2 separate regions of the Gossypium arboreum genome follow, and region 1 is linked to region 2. A link is a contact called in public Hi-C data. All regions are on one chromosome and are shown on one strand. The core of a region is the stretch at or near the end of the contact, and the rest is flanking DNA. Distances in the headings are between cores, read along the strand shown.

Evidence for each region. Hi-C and Micro-C count contacts between places; a contact is called where the count stands out from the background.
Region 1: a contact with region 2 is called in a Hi-C map of leaf, with 2.8 times the contacts expected there. The contact joins the promoter of LOC108474009 here to the promoter of LOC108473548 in region 2. A contact is called at or near these places in 2 of 5 Hi-C or Micro-C datasets (both in leaf).

What each region holds. Positions count from the first base shown.
Region 1 is chr6:123,086,080-123,088,779 of ASM2569848v2, reverse strand. LOC108474009 (phospholipid:diacylglycerol acyltransferase 1-like) reads right to left here and starts at 1,294. Exons shown (of 7, transcript XM_053029523.1): 1 at 55-1,294. The coding sequence starts at 491. It overlaps LOC108470932 (protein Brevis radix-like 4), which reads left to right and starts at 1,318. Exons shown (of 6, transcript XM_017772463.2): 1 at 1,318-1,962; 2 at 2,074-2,223; 3 at 2,304-2,677. The coding sequence starts at 2,098.
Region 2 is chr6:122,281,216-122,283,915 of ASM2569848v2, reverse strand. LOC108473548 (O-fucosyltransferase 35-like) reads right to left here and starts at 1,295. Exons shown (of 9, transcript XM_017775193.2): 1 at 622-1,295; 2 at 1-34. The coding sequence starts at 1,068.

The sequences.
Region 1 (2,700 bases), core at 45-2,544, 800 kb before region 2:
TAAACCTCAAAAGTCCCAAAAAAGGGGGAAAAAGTAAAAGGCAAAAGCTAATACCTTTTATACAGTTCCCCAAAGGAGCCACCCCAAAGGCGTTTCCTAAACAACCCTTCAGCACACTGGTGGCCTTCCCAAAGCTCGAGCCCACCGGTGACGATCCCAGGGACGAACACAACTGGGTGATTCACCGTCAAGCCCTCTTTCCGCAACTTGACCCCGGGTGGGTCCGTCAACGGCCCTGTTATCGCCTCCGTTACATATTGCGGAATCGAAGCAGGCATTGTATTGTAAAGTAATAACAAGAACCACCACACCGAACATACAAAACCAATGAACCAACAACAACTGTCCCAACATGACCATTTCTTGGAATTATAGCTTTCTTTCCTGGGGCTCTCGTATAGGTTATTCTTCTCATCTTCCTTTACGATGTTGCACCGTAAGTTCTGGGACTTCGAGGAATCCGTCCCCTTCCTCCGCCGCGAAAACGACATCGTTATTTAATGCCAAAATATAATACAGGTTTGTTTCATTAACGGAGACTAATGAGAATCTGATACTAAGACTCTCATTAATTGTGAAAGAAAAAAAGGGGCGGGGGGCTTTTTTCTTCTCACTTGAGCCGGTGACAATAAAAGATAATGACAGCCACCACCGGAGTTAGAGGTGGAAGTATGAGATTGGGTCTTATTTAAGCTTCAAACAGACTCATTTATTTTGATATTCCAGATTCCTCTGGCGAGGGTCCAACTGTGGGTCGGGGATGGCTAAGGAGGCTAGCGTCTCCTTTTTGGACTTTTTTTAAAGCCTGAGCCTGCGGTATAATCTGTTGGGAGCCGCCGGATTGACGATAGAAACTACGGTGGTCAAAGCATCAGACGGCGGTGGTGATGGAAATTAGAAATGGGTGGATTTCAACGGTGATTGGAGGTTGGAGAGGTGTTTTGAGTCTAATATTTCGGAGTAATTAATAATGTTTGTTATGTGCCAAAAACTAAAGATGCTTTCTGACAAATACGCTTGGGAATGGAAGCCACGTGAGTGGGAGCGGATATGTGTAGATAGACCCGAATCGCTCAACGATGTACACGTTCCTGCAATTAAATCAATGATTTTTCAGCTGCAATTTGCCTCAATTTATATTGACCAATTGCCCTAAAAACACAAACCCGCAACACTAGGTTGTTGAGAATGATTAAACTAGTTCTAAAACAGACAACCCTCTGTCAAAAGTTTTACTTCAATATTAGTAATAAAAGGAAATTTGTTTTGGAAATGGGTTGGAAGATCTGATACACCACACCACTTCAGGTAGATGGTAAATGATCAACATGCACAAATGCCAAATCTCTCACTATCATTATTAATGGCACTCACGAGTTGATAACATAGCCCAAGTTAAACGAGTTCTTCGGCCTTCCAATGATGAGACTAAGCCCATCGAGTCTCTCCAGTGGGCTTTTTGAAAACTGAGAAAAAAACAAAAGCAGAAGCTCAGCAATCAGCATCACGCACCAATCATTTCATCATCGGATCACACAGTGTATTAAAAAGGGAAAGGAAACATCATCTGAGCCCAGCAACGGCCTACACCAACCACACTCTTCTACTACCAATATACAGCAACAACTGCAGTGCAATGAGTGCATTTATCCCATTATACCCATAGCTCCTTCGATGAGATTGAGGAGATTATAATTTGGTTTTATCTCTTCCATCTCTTTTCTTTTCTTTTATTAAAACCCTTTTTGTTGTTTAATTTTGTTTTTATTTTGGGTTGGCGCAGAGAATCTTTGATCCTTTTTAATTAAACGTGGCATCATTAAAGAGCTACCTGAGTCTCGAATATCGGGCTCCAGCTCCCTGAAACTTCAGAGGAAAAAAGAAAGAAAAAAAACCCTTAGTTCTCTCTTACCCATCCACTGATCCTCAGATTTCTGGGTTTGCATTAAATTTTGCTTCTCTGTACGGTAAACTCGAAAACTTGTTTATTGTATAATCTAGTTCTCAAATTCTGACAAATCATAAATGTAGTTTTCAATGTATTTCTTTTTATTTAAACAGAAGATTTCTCAGCTTTCAGAGAATTTCGAAACAACAATGCTGACGTGCATAGCTCGTTCCAAGCAACCTGGTGATGACTCGGTGAGTCAACAAGAGGAAATGGACTCTTCCACTACTCCTAACACTAAGCACAACCAAGCCATCAAATCCCTCACTTCGCAGGTAATTAGCTTTCAAATTTACGACGTCAAGGTTTTCCGGTTCTTCGTTCTTTGTTTGGCTTTAATGACTGTGTGGTTTAGTTGAAGGACATGGCGCTAAAGGCGTCGGGGGCGTACAGGCACTGTAACCCCTGCACGGCGCAGAGTCGGTTGAGGAACATGGGCGAGTCTGACGCGGACTCGGACAGGTTCAGATGGCCTTATCGTCGGACGGGGAGTTCGAGCTCAGCGACGCCGAGGACGTGGGGGAAGGAGATGGAAGCAAGGTTGAAAGGGATGTCGAGTTCGAGCGGAGAAGGGACGCCGAAATCGTTGAGCGGACGCCGAGTGGACACGGTCGTGTTCGTCGAAGAAAGTGAGCCTAAAGAGTGGGTGGCTCAGGTGGAGCCTGGCGTGCTTATTACCTTTGTTTCACTTCCTCGCGGCGGCAACGATCTCAAGAGGATACGATTCAGGTGCGCCGCGCACTTATTTTTTC
Region 2 (2,700 bases), core at 46-2,545:
GCCTTAGTCTATTGGTGGAGGACACAGATAAACCCTAATCACAACGACGGAGATAGCACATTAGCAAGGAAAAAATTTAAACCACGTTATATAGTTTATCTGCCAGTAGAACATACCTTGCGCTTTGAGAAAAGAAAAAAATACATGGAGCAACATAAAATTAAAAACTTGACATTCAAGATTCTTTTCCAGTGATATAAAAAGCATAACCAGTTGAAAATTCAATTTCAGTATATGAAACGGGAATAATCTGGCTATAAAAATCTAGAATCAGATACATGCTTTGATCCAAATGTACGGGGTAGGGGTTATCCAGGAATCGAACCGGGATTGGTATCAACTTATCCACATTTCGAAGAAACTTTAAATTGTCTCGGGTTGCAAATATATTACTTCAGCAATTAATATGCATACTCCCTAGTTTCTGCTTTATACCCACAAATATGGCAATAAGTACACAAGACGATCACCCATTAATTTCCCAAGCATGAGAATTAAAAGAATCTAATAGTCTCCAAAGATAAACAACATTTTTCACATTGATCTATCAACATGGAATACAAGTGCAAGTCAATTCATAAACAGCTATCACAAAAAGCTACGTAATATTAATGAAAGTACCTGATTTGATGTAGCGGTTTCGATAGCAGATCTAAACCAACCAGTAGCACAAATCTTGAAAACACCCAAAAACAAACAAGCCCCACAGAAAACCAAGAACATCCAATGCCCGAACTTCTTCCTCTCTTTCAACCCAAATTCCAGAACCATGGATCCAACGCTCGGCTTCCTTAACAACCCTTTTCTTTGGCTCAACCCATCAATTGAAACCGAACCCACAGCCACAACTCCAACCTCCGATCTGGGTGAGGTTAACGGTAGATCAATCTCATGATGCACGCTCAAGTTATTGTTGTTACTTCCGTTATTGTTGGAAGAACCGACGGCGTTATTGTTGCGCTTGAAGGAGTGAGCTCGGCGAGTCACTGGACCCGAGAAACGCGGGCTGTTAACTCTCTGTGAAACGCCATCGCTCGTGTTGTGGTGGTGGTGATGGTGGTGAGCCATATATAATTTTGGTGTACCTCTACAATCTCACTCACTACACTTGGTATTTATTGGTCTATGTAGTAATCGAAAACTAAGTTTTCAATTAAACCTCCATTAACAAGAAAAAACACTCTGGGATTTTGGGGTCTGGAATCAGAGACTTAGAAATTTCTAAAAACAGAGCGTGTGTTAGGACATGACATGAGTGGGGTGTTGGCCTCTGCATTTATAGTACTGTCTGTTTTTTGGCTAAAAATAGCAGGAAGCCCCTGAACTTAGGCGGATTGTATTTCGGCCACTTTACTGAAAAAATAGCAAATTAATCCTTATATATTTTAAAACATGCAAATTAGTCCATATGTTAAAATTTTCAATTAAATAAATAACCTAGAACATGATGAAAAGAATTTTTATGGGTAAACTATAAAAATATCACCCAATTATATCTTTTATTTTATTTTGGTCACCTAATTATTAAACTTATACGATTTAGTCATTAAATTTTTCAAAATTAAATATCTTAATCACTTTAAGCTAATGTGGACTTTTTTATTGGTCTAGTAGTAAAATTAGCTCTCTAGTATTTACACATTTTATCAATTTGATCTTAAATATAAAAATTCAACAAATTTAGCTCTCAACATTTACAAAATTTTTCATATTACTTTTAATTCTAAAGAGTAGAAAAATTTAACCTCAATATTTATAAAATCTATCAATTTGGTCCTAACTCTAAAAATTAAAATAAATTAAAATAAATTTATTTTTAGCCTTTTATAACCCATTGGTTAATTAGTGATGACAACAAGGCTAGGCGGGGCGGTTTTTCACTCGCCTCGCCCCAATGCTCTACTGCCATGCTTAGACCATAACCTAATCCTAACTTTAAAAATTATTTCTTTGTAATTTTTAGAATTAAGACTAAATTGATAAGTTTTATAAATATTAAAGTTTAAATTTATAAATTTTTTATAATTAAACCTAAAATATTAATAATTAAAATTATAAATTTTTATATTTGAGATCAAATTAATATAATCTGTAAATATTATATTGTAAAGATAAAGAAGCAATTTCGTTTGACAAATAACAAAATAAAGTGACAGCGGGAAGTCGAAGCCACCAAAATTGACTTGGGTGAAAGTACGAAATTGCCCACCCATGTAATTTAATTAAATCAGTTTAAAATGATTAATGTAAAGAAACCTTAATTACAACTGAAAAGTAGAGTAAATTATATTTTGAATTGTGGGGTCCACACCCACTAATATGCGCTCGCCCTTTCATTCATTTACAATAATACCTCTTTTTTCATTCATTTACAATAATACCTCTTTTCTTTTCTTTTACCTTTCCTTTTTTATTTTTATATTTTAGGCTTAAAACCCCCGGAAGAAAAAATTTTAAACTAGTCATTGAGATTTTTGGGATTTTTAGAAAAATTAAAAAGAAATATAATAATAACCTCAGTAAAAATGAAAATAAGACACGACATTCTTCTCTTCTCTTTTTTCAACCTAGGGTTTACGTTTTTGCATCTTCTTTTTACATCATACCAAAACTTTTAGAGGTACTTGTAATAAATTAATGTTTAAGGCTTATTTTAGATGGGCGGTGTGTTTATCTTTAGTGAGGTTAAAAATAATGGTG